2 separate regions of the Mus musculus genome follow, and region 2 is linked to region 1. The links are chromatin contacts, called in public promoter capture Hi-C maps. All regions are on one chromosome and are shown on one strand. Each heading gives the region's core, a stretch centred on a gene start, on an enhancer-like site or on the middle of the called end of the contact. The rest is flanking DNA. Distances are from core to core; before and after follow the strand shown. Region 1 overlaps Ankrd44 (ankyrin repeat domain 44). Region 2 overlaps Rftn2 (raftlin family member 2).

Region 1 (5,626 bases), core at 897-3,396:
TGTACCCCTGAGACTAATGTCCTAGGTCTGGTCTCTAACTATTCTGAGAGTGGGCACAAAGCCAGTCTTAAAGATACAGCAGCCTGGAAAGGAATCTGCCAAGCCGCAGCTAATATGTGCTGCATGTTACCCCTAGCTTCTACAGCACGAGGCTATAGCAAAATAGGCTCCTCTTCACTATGCAACATCGGCTGACATTACCTGGCACCCACACATGGAAGGGCTCAGGCAGGCACCACTGAGGTTTGCTACAGAATAGTACCTATCACACATGTATCTTAGTGCTTAGCAGCACCTGGCAGAGTCATTTGCTGAGACAGGGGCCATCACTAGCTCCACAGGTGCTTTGGGAGCACAGCTAAGGCAGTGGGAACTCCAGGCTTCCTATCACGTGGCCTTGGGACTGCAAATCCATGGCCTTTATTGTCTAGACAGGGAGATAGTCTGGCTCATTTGCAGGGCTACTCCTTTCAGATGCTGACTGGTGATTGGTGTTTTGACTCCATCAGCAACTGACAGCCCTAGTCCATAGTACCTGCTCCAGAGTGGCCTACCTTGAGTTAAAGCCACAGAGTTCAACTGGAGTCAGTCTGGTCTCATAAGCCCCAAAGTCCTACCATCAGCAGGGATCAGGAATGGACTTCTCTAAATGGACCTTTGTGTGAGACAGGACATGCTGTCCCCTGCTGGCAGTTCAGTGACCTTAGATTGTATCAGCTAATGATTTCATGATCAATATTTAATAATACTGGGCACTTTCCTGTTGGTATCATCCAAGGGAAAACTGAGACACAGGGAGATAAAATTACTGGCCAGGGTCTCACAGGGAATTCATGGTAGGAACAGAGTCAAATAATAATAATAATAATAATAATAATAATATTCAATCTCTGGAAAGGTTGGATGAAAAGGTAGCTCTGTGATCTTTAAAAATGACTTTGCACTTAGTTCACCAACACAGAGGAGGATGCTTAAAAGCAGAGGTGTCACGGGGACCCATTCCTGGGTACAGGAGCCCCAAGACTTCCTTCCTGCTATGCAAAATCATCTCTCTCTGGCAGTTACCACACCCATCCTCAAGACCTTGTGCTGGACCACAGAACTCACCAGCCCTCTAAGCTGCAGCCTCTGGTTACAACTTGGCTTAACTAACAACCTCCTCTGTCAGTGTCAGTACCCTAGGAAGCTTGGCTGCAGCTGAAGCATACTGGCTGGTGTTAATTGCTTCAAGAAGAAGCCAGACCATCAGTGTAGCATGAAGTTCAAGAGCATCACTGCCTACCTAGCTCCGCCCCGCACAAACCCACAAAGTCAACTTCCTGTCTGTCCCTATCTGATCCTTTCCTCTGTCTCTTTTTCTTCTGTCTCCTCTTTTTCCTCATCTTCATTTTAAATTTTTGAAACTTAGTCTCACTTAGCCCATGCTAGCCTTAAACTTATGTAGCCGAGGCTGGCCTTGAACTCCTGATCCTCTTTCCTTATATTCTCAAAGAGTGAAACTATAGATGTTCACAACCTCACTTACTTTGTTCAGTTTTTTTAAAAAGTCTTTCTCCTCCTAGCGTCCTTTCCCTCCCTCATTTCTCTTTCTTTGTTCTGTTTTTGCTGCTGTTGCTGTTTTGCTCTGGTCTTCATTTTTCTATTACCTTGCTACATTTTGCCCTATATTTCTACTGGTGAATCAAGTATGTTTTAAATTAAAACACACATATGTATCCAATTATGTTTGGCCTACATCCTCTTTTAAGCAATGTCCTGTCACTCTAAAAGAAAAAAAAAAAAAACGAGTTAAATTAAAATGACATTTTACAATGTATCCTTTCTATCCTCCACCTGATATTGTTAAACAATTTTCTTCAGAAACCTTCATAGGTTGGGATTTGGTGTTTTCTGTTGTTGTTTTGTAATGGTTTCCTCTAACCACACACCCCCATAGGACTAAGGATTGAACCCCAGGCCTCATGAATGCCAGTCGTGCATTCTAGCACTGAGCCCCCGCCCCCGCCCCCGCCCCAGCCCACGCTTATGGGGGGGGGGGGGCTTTCACCCCAGTAAATACCCATGCGAGGCCTGTAACTCTACACCTAAGTTTTAAGGCATTCTGTCATGATAACACTTTTCACGATGACTTCAGTTTTATGACGGCTGTTCTAACAAACAGTTTTGCTTTTACTTCCTCAAAAAGTCAGTTTTACACTGTGAAGAGGAAGTAGCATTCTTGCCTTTTTCAAAGGCCTTTTTGACAGCTTAAAACAAGAACGTCTACAAACTCCAATCTTTTTCACACTTGCATATCCTAGTGGATCTGTCTAAATGTAAACTCTATAAGTTAAATAAACTAAGCCAATTGCCAAGACAAAATCAGAACAAAAGGAAACACTTTTTTTAAAATTGTAGGACCCAATATGTAGGGTATTCAATAAAGAGATTTCATATAAAAATCAAATATCTGTGTACCACAATTTTTAAAATTAGAAAGAAATAAAACAAGATTAAGGTTGTAAATTTAAACAAAAAAAATCACTAAAACCTATTCTGAGAGAGCTGGAGTTGACTCTAAAATCCTTACCTGCTTAATTTGACAATGAGGATTTTAGGCATTTTGGATTCAGGGACTGTTTACTGAGCAGCAACAAACATTCACTTGGGGTACTCGAACATTTCTTGCTGAACTGTCAAAGGTCCCCCCATTATGCTTGTATTACTGTACCCACTTTACAGTCAAGGAAAGTTGTGTCATAGAAAGACTAAGAGAGAAGTTACGAGCAAGGCTGTGTGAACAGCTCAGATTCCCAAACATCAACTTCAGTGTTCTCCCATACAGTGGTTGTGAACACTGTTAAAACAAGATGCCATATATAAGGTGTGTATGTAAAAGTACAGTACTTGGTAAGTTGATAGAAGACCTTTTTTTACTAAAGAGCAGAAAATGGTCCCTAACATTAGCAACTAAATGCTGTCTGCACTCATCTCAGCATCTCAAGAAATAAGTGTCTAGAAGCCCCACAGTGCCTAAAATCTCCACTGCTGTGACAGCACTGTCTACTAAAACTGCAGGCGGCCACTTTCTAGCCTCTGGCCTTTGATATCCTTGAATCGTGTCTCCATTAAGAAGGCTATCGAATGTATAGAAATAAATGGCAGTAGTTTGATGTGCCTAAAGTCTAAAACCATTGAAAACAAGAACCAGTTCCACTCACTGGGAGGACACAGGTGTCAGTTACACTGATCTTTGAGCTTCTCCATGCTCTATAAAGCCCTGCAATTTAAACAAAAGCCCACTTTAAAGGCTACTTTAAACAAGGTAACTTTGGTCAGCTCTAATACCTAAATTCCCTCCCAAATATCCGAACTGAAAAATCAAACAGAGACAAGCTGAATCCAAGCCCTCTTTCAAATAGCCAATTCTTGGCTGGGGGTGTAGCCCACTTGGTTAACTGCTTCCCTGGCTCAAAGAATTGGATTTGATCCTGGGCACCACAGAAAACAGGCAGAGTGGCACAAGCCTGCAATCCCAGCACTGGAGGTAGAGAGACTCCGAAATTCAAGATCCTCCTCAGTTATACAGCACGTTCAAGGTTAGCCTGAGCTCCATAAGACCTTGTCAAGAGAAGGCAGTTGCGGTTCCAGGCATGGTATTGCGTGCCTTTGATCCCATCAATCAGGAATCAGAGGCAGGAAGATCTCTGTGAGTTTGGGGCCAGCCTGGGACTACACAGCAAACTCCAGAACCGTCAGGATTACACAGAGGCCCTGTCAAAAGAGAGAGATGGAGGAGGAGAGGAGGAGGGAGGGAGAGATAGAAAGGGGAGAAGGGACAGATTCCAATACAGATGCTCAAATGTCACATGAGTTATGAAAAAAACAAAGCTAAGCCAGCAACTATTGTCCTCACAACTAACTGCCTTAGACCTGCAGTTCATTAAATAGCAAACCCAGCAACAGCTTGTCCTTTGTTTTGGGTTTTTTTTGGGGGGGGGGTTGAGACAGGGTCTCACTATATAGCACCGGCTGACCTGGCTGACCTGGCACTCACTATGGAGAGCAGGATGGCCCCAAACTCAGAGGTCCATCTGCCTCTATTCCTCAAGCAGTGGGGTTCAAAGTGAGCCCCACCACACTCTGCCCAGACTGTGACTTTTTGGCAATCAATCAAAGACGCTGAGAACTTTTCTGAAGACAAGCTGTCAGGTGAGTGGGAACAGCTTTGGAAGCAAACAGAACAGGAAGAAGGGAGGAGGGTGGAGAAATTGCTTCCAGAAGTACTGTGGCTTAAACTGGTAGGTACGCCTTGGCAAATGATAAGTTTGTGGCTTTGTTTCTCAATTCGCCAGAGGACTCTCTTCTTAGAAATAGTTGCAATATCACACTCAGAGTAACCATCAACTATTCAATCAACATTCAATTTTCACCAATTTATTTTATAAAGATATATTTCTGTTTGTTTAAGTCAGGATTCAAGCCTATTCTTACTTGGCACTTCTTCCTTCTGCAACTGAGACTCTCTGTAAAATAGGGTCATCCTATAGGGTTTTTATAGCCTATATATTTTAATGTTTTGCTTTAAAACAAAATTACCAAGTAAAAACAGACCATCTCAGACCTACAACATTATTTCACCCATGTCCTGTGCTACCCAAACCACCAAGTTCTCACTCTGAAGTCCTTGCTATTCTTGTGGACATTTGTCCACAAAACACCGCCAGGAAACGTGCCCCGTTCCACCAAAGCAGGAAGAATCATGATCCCAGAAGACACCAGAAGGTCTCATGTCAACTGTCATATCAATTTACTTGATGGAATGAGGCAGGTACCAATTACAATGAGCTTTGCAAGGTCTCAGACCCACTTTTCCAAGCATCCAGGAGAGGACACAAAGTACTGATCAGAAGAACTAGGGAGACGCCTTCTTTATACCAGCCCCTCTCCTATTCAGTTTAGGCACTGAGCAGTTATCTCCTTGCCTCTATCCTTCCTACCCAACAAGAACTCTGTGCTTCAGTAAACTCATCCTCTTCTAGCCCCTCAGCTGAGAAGTACAGCACAACACTCACCTCCAACTGCTGCCTGAAGCATTCCCTCTCTAAGCATCAGTTGGACCTTCTGTGGCTCCCCAAAGCCTTCCCCAGTGACTCTATGCCTGGACTCCTATTGTCCCCAGTTAGCATTCCATATGTAGCCTAAACCTCCAGCTGGCTTGACAGCTGTTTTGATGTCACATATATCCTACCAACATTTGATGAGGGTCTTTAAGATTTATTTGTTTGTTTTATGTATATGAGCACACTGTAGCTGTACAGATGGTTGTGAGCCATCTTGTGGTTGCTGGGAATTGAATTCAGGACCTCTGCTTGCTCCAGTCCGCTTGCTCCCATCACCCTCCCCCACCCCCTGCTCGCTCTAGCCCAAAGATTTATTATTGTAAGTACACTGTAGCTATCTTCAGACATACCAGAGAGGGCATCAAATCTCATTACTGATGAATGTAAGCCACCATGTGTTGCTGGGGTTTGAATTCAGGACCTTTGGAAGAGCAGTTAGTGTTCTTAACCACTGAGCCATCTCTTCAGCCAATGATGAGGGTCTTCTATGCACAAGGCATGCACATTAATCCTACAACTAGACT
Region 2 (5,985 bases), core at 641-3,140, 300 kb after region 1:
CATCAGCTCTGGGAGCCACGCCTTACATCTTGGTCTGTCTTGCCTGCCTTGGAGGACTGATATTTTTTAATGGGGTGCTTTAAAATCCTGAAAAAAAAATGCAAACTGAATATTAAACAGAATGGTCAGGGGTGGGATCTAGCCCAGAGTAGAGTGCCAGCATGCAGGAGGCGTGCATGTTCAGCCCTCAGTACCACAGACAAGGACACAGACTAAAAATAGAGGAGACATTAATATGTTGTTAAAGCTTGACTTTAACTGTTTAGCTGTTCAACAATCAAGTCGTCACACAAAGTGGCTGTTCAAAAATAATCTTTGGCATTGCTCTTGTGCATGCCCGGGGCAATGATGGCCTATCTCACATGCATGCTTCCTGAAGCTTTTCTCTTAGAGAAGAACCCCACTACTCTAGGGGCTGCAACAGCAGGCTTTCCTGTTTCAGTAGGTCTTCAACGGTGTCCAGGAAGTTAGATTCAAAACAAGCACCCTGGTGGTTCTCTATCAAGACTCACTTAGTAGCTACATTTTTGTTTTCAAAAGAAACTGTCTGGAGTGGATTTATTCCCAGAAAGGAAAAATAACAAATAAAAACCAGAATAGTAGCAGAGAGCAGCTTGTGCACTCTGTAAAGCCTGGGTTTTTCCTTCCCCCTCAGCTGAATGGTAACCTGTACCTAAACTGGAAGAGACCTGGTTAACAGCTGTTAGTGTGAGTCGCAGTCCACAGGTGATCCTCCACAAGTGAGGTCACCGCCTGAAGGCAGCAACAGAAACACTCCACCTTTCCTTTTTCTCTTTGTAACTCAGGCTGCTCTGGAAGCCAGGGTCCCCCTGCCCTCAGCATCCTAAGTGCTCAAAGGTCGGAAGATGTGAGTCTGCATGCCTCACTCCAGTCTCACAATCTTTACCTGAAAAAAAGCGGAGTGGGTCCTTGACACCATATATTTAAATTAAATAAAGGCCACCTGGGTGTGCTGCTCTGATTTAATTCCAGCACTCAGAGGCACTGCTAGGCTGATCCCTGTGAGTTCAAGGCCAGTTTGGTCTAAAAAAAAAAAAAATCAACCTGTGCATCTCCTTTGGCACACCTCTATCTCTAAAAATATTTATATGAGTCATAGCAGTAGCAAAATTACAGTTTTGAAGTAGCAATGAAATAATTTTCTGGTTGGGGGCATCATAACATGAGGGACTGTATTAAGGAACTGCAGCATTAGGAGGGGTGAGAACCACAACAGCTAAGGCTACATAGTGAAACTGTTTTAAAAAACAAAACAAACGAAAACCCCACAAAACCAAAGACAATGACGACGATAACAACAACAACAACAACAAGAAAAGGACTTATAAGAATGTCAATGTGACTAAAAACTTTCAACAAAAAATTCTATCAATTTAGAATATTTATGGACATATAGATCTTCCCTGGTTTGGTCAATCTACATTTAGTGTTCAGTTTTTTAATTTATGCAGCTTTCAAAGTATACATTATTGTAATTTTCCCTCCATCTCTTTTCAAGTTATTTTTTCTTAAAAAAATAAAATAATTTTTTTGCTAACACCTCCATTCACAACTGAATGTGTCTACTTTTTTGGTTTTTTTTCATATTTTAAAAAAAGAAAATCTTTTTATTTCATCTGAAACTTTTGGAATTTACTTTCCACAGACCTGCTCCCCTAAGCAGTGACTAAAATACACGTATGCTTGCCATACCCTATTGCTACATTTGCGGTTAAACTTCTGTGCAGCCGAACTTCCTTTTGCTCCCTCTGGTCTGCTCTCCTGGCGCTTGGTTATGATCCTGTCTATTCTTGGTTGTCACTTTGACAGGATCTGGAACCGATTAACAGCCAAGTTGATGGCGCACCTGTGAAGCCTTTTCCTGCTCAGATTAACCCAAGTGAGAAGACCCACCCTAAAGGTGGGCGGTGCTTCTGGTGGCAGCCCCGCTAAAGGAAGCGGGAGGCACAAAGCTTTTTTTTTTTTTTGGCCTTCTGCCCTCTTGCCCTCCTGTGCTGCTTCAGTCCACCATGCTGGCAGCAAATTGCTGCTGCTAGTTTTGTCTGACATTAAAGCCCAGTTTCTTCAGCCTTCAAAAAGGGACTGAAGACTAGTGGTTTTCCAGAATCTTCCAGGCCTTCAGCATCCAGCTGAGACTGGTTAGGCATCCGGTCTTTGGAAGGAGCTGCTTCAGGGTATAAGGCAGCCCCAGTGTGAAGGGGGCCACTGCTCTCCTCCTTAGACTGCTACATAAACCAACCGGACAAGCCCTTCAGTGCACTCACTCTCATGCTCTTCCTCCATAGGGTCCTGGCTAATGCAGTTTAGTAATGGCTCACAGGCTCAACATTTTGAATTCCGTGGAATATGGCACCATTGGTTTCTTAATCTTCTGGATCCTCCTCTGTAGCCCAGACTGCCTGGAGCTCATGATGTAGCCCAGGCTGGCTTTGAACTCGTGTTGTAGCTGAGGATAGCCTTGCACTCATCGCCCCTCCCCTTGCACAGCCCCAGGATTACAGGCCTGTGCTACCATGCCTGGCTTCCCGGTGGTTTTCAGGTAAGAAAGGAAACTGTTTCTTAGCTGCCCCAGGAAGGCACTCTCAGTTCCTTCGACGCAGTACCTTGTCCATGAGTTCCTTTGCAGCGTCGTTTGCTTGTGCCTCACAAGTTAGTGGACACTCCTCCATCACAAGCCTTGCGCGCCTTTGTCCGCCTGCTGCAGAATGCTTGGGGCTGCAAGGAGAACAGGCATGGTCAGAGGCAAGCTGCTGCTTTCCAGCTATGTCCATAGGAAAGCCTTGAGCGGCTCAAAAGCAAGGTCAAGGCCATCACTTTGTTCCTTCATTCCTGATGCTTATCTCAGAGTGCTGCAGACACACAGAGATTTCTGTTACCTTGTATTTCCTTAATTTAAGCTTCCAGGGATTTGAATTCCTAATTTAAGGAGACTGCTGTTGGGCAGGAGCACAAGTAAGCACAGGAGCACGACAATCCTATTTAAATGCAGAGCAACACGTCTGTCTCTCCCTCTTTGTCTTTACTGAGCTCTAACTTTTGCCAGGTTGTAGCCACTGCTGAGCCTATCTAACACCAAAAGCAGGAAGGGCATTTATACACAGTTGATGGAATTTGTAATCAAGACATAGCATTACTACAGCATAAAAATGTCAAAAGTGTAAAAATGAAAGTGCTTAATAATGTTTGGAATGGAAACATTTATATTCTAGTAAAGGCTGAAGTCCATACACACTCTTGTGTGCCTGTGCATGTGTGTGTGGATTCTGTGTGTGGATTGTGTGTGTGAATGAGTATGTATGTGTGTGTGAGTGTGTGTGTATGCATAGGTAGTTACTGCTTCTAATAAACCAGACTGAAGGGGCTGGGGACATGGCTCAGTGGTAGAGTACCTGCCTAGAATGTGCGAGATCTTGGATTTGATCTTTAGCAGTGAACAACAAAACCTCCAAAACTTCTGCTCGCTCCCCCCTTCCCCGCCAAACCACCGGCCCTAGAACAGGCTTTTTCTGTGTAGCCTTGGCTGTTGTGGTACTTGCTCTGTAGACCAGGCTGGTCTTGACACTCAGAGAGCTTGCCTCCCTCTGCCTCCTGAGTGCTGGGACTAAAGGCATACACCAACATCACCCAGCTTTTTTTTTTTTTTTTTTAATACTTAGATAACTTAAGTGTCTCAGACAGGTCTCAAACCTAATATGTAGTAGAGAATGACTTTATTTTTTGACCCTCCTGAATGCTAGGATGACAGGCGTGTGAGCCTATATCTGGTTTCTGTGGTACCAGAAAATGAGCCCAATGCTTCCCACATGCTAGGCAAGCACTCGATTGACTGATGCACCCCTAGTCCACCATCTGAAAATGTAAAGGCCTGCTCTCTCTTCTCCCCTCCTTTTCCCATTTTCCTGTTCTCTCACCCTTTCCCCTCTTATGATTTTCTTTAGCCTTTACGTAGTAAGATTGCTGTTCACCCACCACTGTGAAGAGGAAACACAATTTTGAGATAAAAATTGTATCACTTTATTGTGTGTCTGTATGAGTGTGTGTGTGTGTATGTGTGTGTGTGTGAGTGTGTGTGTAGGGTCTGAGGACAGCTCTGTGGGGCTGGCTCCTTCCACCCTTTATGTGTTCTGGGATTGAACTCAACCTCAAAGCTTGCAAGGCCAGTATTCACCGTACCTCTCCCAGCCAGAAGTCCCTAAGACAGTTTTTATAAAGATGAAGAATTGTGCAAGACTCTTTAATATATTAATTTGAGGCAACATTATGGCCATTTTCATTCTTCATTGCAGAGACTCAAAGCAGCTGTGCTGGTTTGAATGCCCATGGCCCTCCTAGGCTAACACATTTGCATGCTTAGTCTTCAGTTGATCACCTAGGAAGGATTAGGTGTGGCTTTGTTGGTGTAGGGGTGTCACTGCCAGAGGGCAGTGTTTCTTCTTCTGCCTTCCGCCTGCAGCTCCAGCCCCAGCACTGCCACTGCCTGTGTTCCATCACGTGATAATCGTAAGCAACTCCCTAATTAAATGGTTTCTCTTTTAAAGAGTTGCCTTGGTCATGGTGTCTCTTCACAACACCTAAGTTAGAACAGTAACTAAGACAACAGTTTTCTTGTGGAGCTAACGCAGGGCCTTGCACAGGTGCTGTGCCACTGAACTATGTACTCAACCCAAAAGGTCCTTCAGACCCCGTTTTGCTTGTTAAAGAAAGCATAGCTTCAATCCCAAGAATCCCAGGGGAAACGTTGCCAATATGTCTATTTAATTTATGAGAACTTGGCATTGTAGTGCTTTCTTCTACTATGAAAGTTTTAGGATGCAGGCAGGCTAAGCTCCAGCTACCATTTTTTTTTTTTTTTAAGGTTTATTTATTTTATTTACATGAGTACACTGTAGCTATCTTCAGAAACACCAGAAGAGGGCATTAGATCCCATTACAGATGGTTGTAAGCCACCGTGTGGTTTCTGGGAATTGAATTCAGGACCTCTGGACGAGAAGTCAGTGCTCTTAACCTCTGAGCCATCTCTCCAGCCCCTCCAGCTGCTATTCTTAATGAGAACACAGGTACCTGGAAGAACTCTTGAGAGAGGTTGCCTAGACTGGGCCAGTTTGCTTAGGCTAATTGCTGATCCTTATCTTCTGGTGGTTCCTGTAGGAGTTGCCAGGACACCCAGCTTTAATGGGCGTTCCTTGGATCTCTCTCGACTTTCCCTTTCTCGATCACACCCTCCCTTGGTATTTATTTGCCTCCAAAGAGTAAAGACAACGTTGGGGGTGGGGGCTGTTCTGGCTCTCTCTCTCTCTCTCTCTCTCTCTCTCTCTCTCTTCTTGAGATTGGGCTGGAGAGATGGCTCAGCGGTTAAGAGCACCGACTGCTCTTCTGAAGGTCCTGAGTTAAAATGCCAGCAACCACGTGGTGGCTCACAACCATCTGTAATGTGATCTGATGCCCTCTTCTAGGTGTCTGAAGACAGCTACAATGTACTTACATATAATAAATAAATCTTAAAAAAAAAGATTAAAGAAAGTCATCATTCTTAACTGTCTCTGAGGTGACTTTTCTCAAGCGCTCTGCTTACCTTAGCTTCAGCCGGGACAGCACCGCCCTGTACAGGTGACTTGCTGGAAGGTGCTTCCGCTGCCCCACAGGTTGTATAACTGGGTGAATGGCCCCAACAACATAGCCCTTAAGATAATAGTCTTCCACTTTGGCAACTATATCCAGGACTGAATTTATCTTGATGACGTCTGGATTTGTTGAAGCTGAGATACCAAGAATGAAGAGAAAATTTCACATTGGTAATATTGAATTCTACCTTATTTCTATCAGTATGTGATAATATTAGTGAATAGGAGAGACAGCCAGCCACATGGCTTAATTTTGAGTAAGACACACTAACATGTGTTATATATTTCCTATTTCAAGTGAGATTAAATGTGTTCAGGGTAGTATGACTGTAGACTAATCCT

The links. Promoter capture Hi-C pulls out the DNA fragments that hold promoters and counts their contacts.
Region 2: a promoter capture Hi-C map of pre-B cells shows a contact between it and region 1, with 4 times the contacts expected there. The contact joins two enhancer-like sites. A contact is called at or near these places in 5 of 39 promoter capture datasets (hippocampal neurons, liver, pre-B cells and 1 more) and 1 of 15 datasets of contacts at CTCF or cohesin (the NIH/3T3 cell line).

Annotation. Positions count from the first base shown.
Region 1 is chr1:54,912,480-54,918,105 of GRCm38.p6, forward strand. All of the region lies in intron 1 of Ankrd44 (ankyrin repeat domain 44), which reads right to left. Among named protein-coding and RNA genes, the nearest start is that of Ankrd44, 11 kb to the right of the region's middle. Within about 2 kb of position 2,147, at least 136 of the 459 cell types and tissues checked have an H3K27ac peak or open chromatin away from gene starts, as enhancers often do. A contact at or near this core is called in pre-B cells, where this site is marked.
Region 2 is chr1:55,208,526-55,214,510 of GRCm38.p6, forward strand. Rftn2 (raftlin family member 2) reads right to left here. Exons shown (of 9, transcript NM_028713.1): 2 at 5,595-5,778; 3 at 2,625-2,736. Gm51743 (a long non-coding RNA gene) reads left to right here. Exons shown (of 3, transcript XR_003948664.1): 3 at 2,307-2,631. Among named protein-coding and RNA genes, the nearest start is that of Gm51743, 9.5 kb to the left of the region's middle. Within about 2 kb of position 1,891, at least 119 of the 459 cell types and tissues checked have an H3K27ac peak or open chromatin away from gene starts, as enhancers often do. A contact at or near this core is called in pre-B cells, where this site is marked.